2 separate regions of the Hordeum vulgare genome follow, and region 2 is linked to region 1. The links are chromatin contacts, called in public Hi-C maps. All regions are on one chromosome and are shown on one strand. Each heading gives the region's core, a stretch centred on a gene start, on an enhancer-like site or on the middle of the called end of the contact. The rest is flanking DNA. Distances are from core to core; before and after follow the strand shown. Region 1 holds the start of LOC123448874 (40S ribosomal protein S7). Region 2 holds the start of LOC123448876 (mitoferrin-like).

What was found. Hi-C and Micro-C count contacts between places; a contact is called where the count stands out from the background.
Region 2: a Hi-C map of seedling shows a contact between it and region 1, with 3 times the contacts expected there. The contact joins the promoter of LOC123448876 here to the promoter of LOC123448874 in region 1. A contact is called at or near these places in 2 of 6 Hi-C or Micro-C datasets (leaf and seedling).

Annotation. Positions count from the first base shown.
Region 1 is chr4H:443,361,706-443,366,765 of MorexV3_pseudomolecules_assembly, forward strand. It overlaps LOC123448874 (40S ribosomal protein S7), which reads right to left and starts at 3,727. Exons shown (of 6, transcript XM_045125905.1): 1 at 3,618-3,727; 2 at 3,426-3,522; 3 at 3,232-3,305; 4 at 3,016-3,139; 5 at 2,179-2,361; 6 at 1,619-1,942. The coding sequence starts at 3,500. The coding sequence ends at 1,820.
Region 2 is chr4H:443,588,112-443,593,073 of MorexV3_pseudomolecules_assembly, forward strand. LOC123448876 (mitoferrin-like) reads right to left here and starts at 2,758. Exons shown (of 2, transcript XM_045125906.1): 1 at 1,650-2,758; 2 at 1-82. The coding sequence starts at 2,639.

The sequences.
Region 1 (5,060 bases), core at 2,477-4,976:
GTTTCATTGAAAACAATGTTTGGTCTCTGTGTGAAACCTTGGGCTACAAGCCTTGCTTTATATCTCACCACCTCATTGTTCTCGTTTCTTTTACGAACAAAAACTCATTTGAATCCCACAGGGAAAACTCTAGGAGGTGTAGGTATTGCTTCAGTGAATACATTTCGTTATTGAGCGAGGCTAACTCTACTTGGATTGCATCCTTCCATTTAGGCCAGTCGAAGCGTTTCTTGCACTATGCCATGGTCTATGGATCATGATCATTTAGAAGGTTGTCTCCAACTGTAGTTGAGAAATATATGTCGACAATTGTAGACTTCAGATTGTAAGATTCTTCAGAATCAATATAGTTTCTAGAAATTTCATTTATCCTTGTTGACTGGTCATGATTTCCCAATACGATTGAGTCAGTGTATTCCGATGTCCGACTCATTAAGTGCAGAACTGAGCTGGGTTGTGGAGGTTGTTCTCTCAATGGGTGTATATTACCTATTTGATGATTATCAACACTAGGTTGGTTTACATTTACTCGTTTAGAAGGTTTGTTTCTTTGTTTCCTTTGTTTCTTATAAGGAGTTGAATCATGTTCCCTGGTTGTACTTCTCCCCCTCTTCTTTTGAACGGAGGGTTAAGTAGTTTTTGGCTGTGAACATATCCCCCGTGAGGGGTTCAAGGTACTTGATTATCGACGGGTTCAAGGTACTTGATTATCGACGATGATTTGTACCCCACGTGAGGAGTTTAAAGGTACTTGATTATCGACGGTGATTTGTACCCCACATAGATCAGCAATTTTAGGAGTTCAAAGGTACTTGATTATCGACGATGATTTGTACCCCACATAGATCCTCAATTTTCTACATAGATCCCCAATTTTCTGTATAAGCTCATGGATGTATGCTATGGTGGTGAATTTCCTGATAACGTGTAGGAATTTATGAAAAAACTTGTGTTATTGTGGGCAAGGCCCTATTTATACAAGAATTTGTGTCCATTGATTGTGGAGAAGGCAGATTTGGGGCCTCCGAAATGCTGTACGACGCTTTTGACACACGTGATGAATCCTAACAACGATTAGTGCTAATGAGATTGGTTTATTCTTAACAAAATTCATATCCAAACATGAATGAAGTTTCGGAATCGCTTGGCCTTACAAGCCCTACTTAGCAGATAACTTGGTGCGCCTCCAACTATTCCTAACTGGGTGCGCCTCCAACTATTCCTTGCCAAAATTTATCTATGTTGCAAACGTTTCTACTGGAGATTCACAGACACACAATGACACCAGATCGGACGGCTCACAATCACCATTATGTTAACAAAATAAGTTTGGCGACATATTTCACAGTTCAAAGCAAATAACTCAACCTGTTGTTCTGAAAGCAATATTCTATTTACAAACACTTGCTTGTTTAACAGTGGCAAGGATTTTGTTGATCAAATTGTTAGTAAAACCTGATAACACTAGCTCCAGAGAGAACAAGTAGAAACTATGAACAATACATAGATAAGCAATAGTGAATTATCATCATTCCAGGCAGAGATGTATACCAATTAGAAATGACAATGAAATGCAACAAGATTACACAATACCTAGATAAGCAATAGTGCAACAAGATAACCGAGCAGACGTTCATAATTTAAATGCTCAAAACTTTAACATTGTTCACGTTCATTGCCATCTCCATCAAACTTTCCTAAACCCAGGTTGTTAACAAAACTATGTTTCTGGAATACATTGATAGCACAACTAACTGAAGCATCAACCAAAACATTTGGATACGAAGATATGAAATGGAGACATTCAAGGCATTGGTCTTCATGCGGTTTCGGCCACAGGGTACTCAAAGACAACGTCTTTCCCGCAAAGCCTGCGGTAGACTGCAGAGAAGGTCTCCAGCTTGTATTCAGTGTTGTTGCGCTCCTTTGGGTCCAAGTAGATCTGAAAGAAAATCAAGAGAAGGGTCAGCACTAGAATTTCTAGCCAATGAGGCAAAGAGTGCTATGGACACAAGATGCTTCTAGTATAATGTGAGAACTTGGGACCTAGTAAAAAACAAGTAGCATATCAAACAGTGTAAACAAAACAGAACAGACTGGAGGTAAATTGTAGCAATAAAACTGCCGCCAACTATTTATATGATAATCAACCAATTAGAAAGTTGATGAATAGACTACCTTGATGACCTTGGCACCATCCAAACGGTACCTGACGCGCTTCCCCACAATCTCAGCTGGGTACACAACATCCTCCAAGATACCATCATGAACAGCTGTCAGGGTTCTGGTGCGAGGGCGCTGAACAGCGGAACCCTTCTTGGGTGGCCTCACAATCCTTCTTGTTGCAACAAAGACAACATCCTGTGCAAGGGACAAACAATTTATTAAACTTCATTGTTTCAGTTTTTATCAACATCATTTCAGATGTTTAAACAAAGTCCTCCAGCAAAACAACATATTATAGTGATGATCTGGGACAAAGCACAAGGAGTTCAAGTATGGCGAATAAGCTTAGAGGCAAAGATTTACAGTACAAGCATGAAAAAGAGAACAGCAGAACTCCAGTTTGAAAACTGCAATTAGCTTATTAGAGATAACAACAATGGCTAGCTGTTGAGCAATTTGCTTTCATTTAAAGGTAACCAAGGGAAAAACATGAGGTAAACATGCTCGTGGATGCCACCTAGCCCTGATCTCTAACTGTAAATCAGCTTATAGACTAATGATTAACAGTTAGGGTTCATACACTAATTATGTTGTCATGTATTACACCGGGTGGTGCCTTGAATGTTACCATTCCCTTGCTAATGTGGAAATACTAGATTCTAGTATACTCAGTCAGCTTCTTCGAATAATGTATCAAATTGTTCATACAGCTTCTTCAAATAACGTATATAATTGTTCAGCATATACTACTATTTACAAATTACAACAATCGTATGGCAACTAAACATGTACTTAGACAGATACTGATAGTGTGAAGCACAGCAAGGAAAATACGTATAAGCAATTCACCTTGCCGCTAAACTTCTTCTCCAGCTCCCTGACGAGCCTGACATGGATCTTCCTGAAGGGCTTGCGGAGACGGTACGGCACATGGATCACCACGGCCTTCCTGTTCCCAACAACATCCATCTGGCTGCACACACATAACGGCCGTATCATAACGCGTCCACCACTGCCAAATATATCGGTCCGACCAATAGATCGGGATGGTCTGGATAGACTTACATCGCAGTGTTGATGTACAGGTCCTTGAGGTCGCTCTTGAGCTCCTGGTTGCCATTCTCCAGGTCAAAGAAAGCCTACAAGACGTTAACCACCACAGGCATGTCAGCCTTTGACAGATCCACACGAAGAGCAGTTCGGAGAACACAAAGGAATGGCAAAAGGCCGGAGAGGAGGGACGCGGGAGGGCCGCTCACCTGCGCGACGGTGTCCTCGAACTCCGAGGGCTCGACGCCCTTGTCCTTCTGGATCTTCTTCCTGGCGGTGTACATCTTGCTTCCCTTTCGCTGGACCCTGCAGACGTGAGGGTTGGATTCGCAGAGCGCACACGGATCAGGAACGAGCGGGCAAGGGGGAGTGGCGGCGGAGGGAGGAGGGAGATAAGATACCTGCGCGCGAGGAGACGAGGGAGCAGAGAAGTGGAGGCGCCGGCGCTAGGGTTTGGGAGGAGGCGTGGGAGTCTCGCTGAGAGGGCACTTATAAAACCCTAGTCGTGTGGACTGGGCCGGCGGGAGGTCGTGTAATGGCCGGGCCGCATGTACTTGGTCTATCAGCCTGGCCCAGCTTAAATCAGCGCTGGTGTGGTCTACCTTATTGGGCTGGCTTCTCAACGAAGATGGGATTGTTATAGAATGTGTTATGTGGTTTTATCCGCGAGGTCCTATACGGCGCCTTCAGCGCCGGTTAGGCAAACAGGCGCCTGCAGCGCTCCTTCTCGTGGACCGGCCCATGTAGAATGTGTTGATCTTTAAAAATATAAAAAAGTTTATAGAATTTTAGAAAAACAGATCTACGAAAAAAGTTCAATGATTATTAAAAAAAGTAAAAAAAGTTCACTGATTTTATAAATATGTTTATGTACTTTTAAAAAGTCCACACAATTCGAAAAAATTAATATTGATTTTCAAAAAAGTTCATCAATTTTCAAAAAAAGTTCATCGGTTTTAAAACAGTTCATTGATTTTGAAAAAAGTTCATGAATTTTAAATTATGTTCATAGATTTAAAAAAAAGTTCATCTATTTTTAAAAAGTTCACCGATTTTCAAAAAAGATTATCGATTTGGAAAAAAGTTCATGGGCTAAAATACAGATCGGATCTCTAAATGGATCGGCCCATGATAGAGCGTTGCACGCGCTAGTTAGCAAAATTTGCCTTTAACCGACGTGCGTGGTGCTAAATAGGGTTTCCCGTTTTATCCACACATTGTCATGAGCATTTCTAAACGACAAAAAAAATATTGTCATGAGCAAACATTAGTGACTTTTAGGCTCGGAGCGGTGAGAGGCGGGGAGTTTTTTCTATCAAGTTTGCTTACACCATGATATTGCATACCGAAATCAATAGGTAAAACTGGATTGATGAGAATGATGATTGATGAAACGTCGAGAACGAAAGAGGAGAGTAATGTGTGCTCAGCTTGCCCTCCTAGATAATGTTGTTCGTGTGGAGGTTAGCACGGAGCTTTATACCCATGGCGGATTTGCTTGAGCATAGGAACATGGTTACTTCAGCAGCACGCATGTTATGTGGTGCATTGGATTCGTGATGGCATACTTTGATCAACTGCATGGCAAGATGCATTTGGGCGTTATAGGACGAGGGTTTTGTTGTACAAATGTGCGAAGATGTCAAGAAGAATTCAATGGACTGGATTTTCACCTTTAACGGCGTATTATCGCATAATTTCTTTGTACGCATGGCCATCACCCTATGGGTGATTTGGGTCGAAGAGGAAGGCGGTGTATGAATGTATTTATGAGAGCCCTTTCTCAACTCACTTATTTATCCAATCTTACATGAATGATCTCCAAGTGATGAACAAGTCGACAA
Region 2 (4,962 bases), core at 1,508-4,007, 230 kb after region 1:
CAACGTATCCATCGCGCTTTATAATTGTTCTGAACACATCTCCTATAGAACTACTAGCAAAACGTTCACATCCGCATACACCCTGACCACAAAAAGAACATTGTTATTACCTTGAAAAGTAAAAAACAGGTGGATGACATTCGCATAAAAACATAAACGGAAGATTATCCAAAGTTGAAAATGTGCAAGGAAAATAGAAAGATGATGACATGCACAGCTCATGGAATGATGATAATAAGCAACTGTTAGCTAGACCACACTTAAGAAGGGGCCTATTTAGTTAGCTACAGAAAACAACAGTAGTAATATAACTACTGTAGCAAATATAGTTAACAAAGGAGTATATGCAACTTGATCTTTAATCCATTTTATATTGTAAGGCTGTACCAGATGACCTACAGTACACATGCAACGCACACCAGATTTTCATGATAGCCAATTACTCTATAGGTTTTAGGGAAGATTTCAAGGTGGCTACAACTTCTCTCTCTGTTGCGTGCGGGCTGGCGGAATCAGTGTAAAACATCGAGTTTCACAATTATTAGTACTGAAGGGACCCATAGAAAGGAAGCATACACGCTATGTTGCCTAAAGACCAAGAGATTGCTGACAATATCTATTGTGTACATGTAGCACATAAGAATACCCTATTTTTCAATTAACTGAGCTACAGATAGCCATGACTCATAAGATTAATAAAGGTAAAACTTCAATAAGCACCCATGATGGATCAATAAGGACAATGGATCTACAAGCAACAAAAGTATGCTTAAGACAATTGGAGTGTCATATCAAACAGAAGTACTACAAATGATAGTGCAGAGCTGAGGATATTCAGATATTATTAGCACTAATGACAGTGCGGAGCTGAGGATATTTTTTCAATTAACTGAGCTAGGGATAGTCATGACTAGTCATAAAATTAATAAAGGTACAAGTTCAATAAGCTGAACTACCAGTGATGGATTGATAATGACAACGGATCTACAAGCCCCATATAAGTACGCATAAGACAATCGGTGTGTCATGTCAAACATTTGTGATGGTGAGGAGCTGAGGATATTGAGACGCTATTAGCACTAATGTTCCAAGTTATTACAACTACAATATTATGAATGTGATTACCACCAACCATTTGTAACTTCTCGTCAACATTTCCATCAAAACCTTGTAAGGTCAGCTGTTGGATGTTGATGTCATTTCAACCAGGGCATACAACTCACACCTTGAGTCTATACTAGTTTGTTTTGATTTTCCTAGCAGAAAGGCACAATTAATTGTTCCATAGGTGAAAAGACTGCAGCTTCAGAAGTTTAGCATATCTATATCTAACTAGTCAGTTAGCACTTGGCGCAACCGAAAATATGCTCCTTGTATCGCTAGCTCTTCAACATTAATGGTACAGAGCACCCTATAAGGACAGTGATCACCAATAAGTCACTAACAGATCAAAGGGCCACTGGAAAATAATAATAAAAACTGTAAAAAGTCATTCCAAGAATCTTGGAGGTGAACAGAAACACCAGCACAGGCCTAAAATCTCTCCATTTGCAGAGCAAAGCCGCACAAATCAAACTCAGACCAGCTCCAGTGATATCTACTAGACGTCATTGAAGGTAACCGCCAAACCAAATGCGTGAGATCCTCACCTGGCACTGCAGTTGCGTCTTGACAACATCGAGTGGTGTGGTTAACGCGGCCGCAAGAGCGCCGGCCGCAGCACCCGCAGTGGCGTGCACGGCAAGCGACTCCTCGTCAGCTGCCATGTCCCCGAGCACACGCTTAGCCGCCTCGTAGGTGGAGAAGTGGACGGCGGTGTAGGGCGCGTTCATGAGCACCGTGGTCCTGTAGGACACGAAGAAGGCCCTGAGGCCCTCGTCGCGGAAGACGGTGCGGACGCAGTGCGCGACGCCGGAGTAGGGGCTGCTGGTGAGCTGCAGCCGCTGCTTGACGGTGTCCATGGGGGTGAAGACGGCGTCGCTGGCGATGGTGGCGAGCACCCCCGAGGAGGCGTGCGCCGCGGGGTTGTTGGGGCCGAAGCGGTCCGTGAGGCGCGACTTGGCGAACTCGTAGACGGAGAAGTAGACGGCGTGGGCGGGGCCGGCCCCGAGGGCCATGGCGGGGAGGCCGCGGTAGAGCGCGAGCGCGCCGCCCTCCCCTGCCACGGCGGCCCGCAGCGCGGCCCCGAGCGAGAGGGTGGGGCGGCAGGGCGGCGAGGCGGCCTGCATGTGCGTCTTGAGGGTGTCGACCGGGAACATGGCCGTGTGCTCGACGACGCCGGCGACGGAGCCGGCGAGCATGTACTGCCAGAAGCGCAGGCCATCGTGGGCCGCGGCGGCGGCCGGCCCCGCGACGCCGAGGGCCGGCTTGGGCGGGTCCTGGGCCGGCTCCTCGGTGGCGGCGGCGGCGGCGGGGAGGAGCCTGTCGGGGGTGCGGTAGTCAGCGGCCATGGCGAGGGGCGCCGCTAGGGTTAGGGTTTTGAGCGGGAACGCGGTGGAGGTGGGGGTGGGGAAGGGGGCGAGGGTGGAGGAATAATGAAGAGGAGGAGGCGAGATTTGGAGGAGATGTCGCCATTTAGGCGGAGGGGACGGGGTTGGGGAGGAGGCGTTGGCGCCCCCCCGGTGGTCGTCTCCAGGCATCCTCTCCTCTCCTCTCCCAGTTTCTTCCCCAAGTTTTTCTCTTCCTCTGCTACTCCCGCAATGTAAATTCTCTCCCTTTCAGTTTTCCACGAGGCAAATTCTGTCCCTTTTTTACTACCTTCCTTCTTTCTTTCTTACTTTCTTTCTTGTGTCGCCGTCAATGAACTTCCTTCATTCCCTGATGATATTGTAAATCATTATTCCGACTAGGAGCAAGGAGAGTTGCCTTTTACGTCTAAGGAATATTCTAGAGATCAATCTCTTCTCTGATCTAATTGGGATTGCAGTACACGTTAACGCTTTCTCCAGTGGAAGTTGAATTGCCGGGCTGACCGTCTGTCCCCCATGACACTGAATCTGTGATAGAACTGTCCCAACTCACAACTAAGTTCGGATTGTGCCTTTTTCTGGGAAAAAAAAAGAGGGTTCGGATTGTGCTTGGAAGGAACAGAGGGCCAAGGAATACAAGTCCAACATAAGGATCTGCAGGTCAAAGAGTACAAAATGAGGTTGTCTAGTGGCCGAAACTTTGTTAATGAAATGGACTTGACAAAATTTGCGGGATCGTTTGGTCTTATATACTCCGCAGATCAGAGTGACGCGGTGGCCAGGGTAGCAACTTTCCATACATTGTTTTATGAGCAACTTGCTTGCATACCGATACCATCATACACACAACCTAGATCCACTTTTACTTTATTTAATTTGTTGGGTCCAAAGAGAAGATACAAAAAATAAATAGATGGAAGATACAGTTGTTGGTAGCACATGCAATAGTCATTCTCCCCAAACAAGAGCACAAGAGAACACCGCAAAAACAACAAGAAGAAAACCCCTTCAACAAAAAGAGAGAGAGAGAAAACCGCAAGCTTAGGTGAAATAATGAAGAGGAAGTTATTAGCAAATATTGAGAAAATGTTGGGTCCTATACTTACAGCCACGGAACACAATAAACACAAGAAGCATAGAGAGTTAGGTCAAATATTCAGAAAATGTTAGGTCCTATATTTAGAAAATGTTAGGTCCTATATTAGCAAATATTTGCAAAGAGAGCCTTGGCTCAGTGGTTGGGCATGCGGTTGTGCAACCCAACGATCCGAGTTCAATTTCTAGAATTAACAGGTGATGCACAGGGAGTTTTCTCTCATTTATTGAGGATCAAATTTGACGTGTGGTGAAACCACTCATCAAAAAAATCTTGATACTCGTTTAAAAAAATTCTGAGGACCGTGTTTTATCTTGATACTCATACTAAAATGGTTGTATGCATCCCTAACTCTCCGGCGGCGCGCTTCCTCGATCCGCTCTTCTCCAGCTCCGGGTGCGGCCTCTTCCCCTTCCCCGTGCGCGCGACTCGAATCACACCGAGCCTTCTCCAGCGCCTCCTCGCACCGGCGACTAGCGGCGCATCCAGCAGGAACACCGGACCCCATCTCCGCCCCTCCCGCTTCGCCGCTGCCGGAGGGGACGCCAGCGAAGCCGCGCGCGCCCCGGGGATGGCGGTGGCGGGGCCCATCGCGTCGGCCCTCGGGCTCTGGCGGCGGCGTCTCGCGTCTGCGGTTGCGGGATCCGCTGTGATCTCACCAATCGACGGCGGAGGAGGGCGGAGGAGGGGCTCCATGGCCGGATCTGGCGGGGCACTCGGCCCTGGTGGTAGAGCGGCAGCCGGGCGAGGCTGCGCTGGTCGGTTGGGCACGAGCAGTGTCCCGGGCGCGCGGTGCAGTGGCCTTGGCTGGGGTCATGATGGTGTGGCGGCCATGCTCAGCGGTCCATGGCGGTGGATATCTGAAAGGATCGATATGGTTGGCTAGAGGGGGGGTGAATAGACAACGACCACTTTTTAATTAATCTTAACAAGTTAAGGTAAACACTATACGGGTTCACAAATAATATGACAAAGAGGTGACCCCTATAGAAGCTAACAACAAGAGCTATTAAGACAAGTAAGATATAGTCACAAGCAAAAGCAAATACAAAGGTTAGAGATAACCACAAGTGGAACCGATGGAGACGAGGATGTGTTACCGAAGTTCCTTCCCTTTGACAGGAAGTACGTCTCCGTTGGAGCGGTGTGGAGGCACAATGCTCCCCAAAAAGCCACTAAGGCCACCGTATTCTCCTCACACCCTCGCACGATGCAAGGTACCGTGATTCCACTATAGGTGCCCTTGAAGGCGGCGACCGAACCTTTACAAACAAGGTTGGGGCAACTCCACACAAAGCTTGGAGGCTCCCAACTAAACCACGAAGCTTCACCACAATGGAATATGGCTTCGAGGTGACCTCAACCGTCTAGGATGCTCAAACACCCAAGAGTAACAAG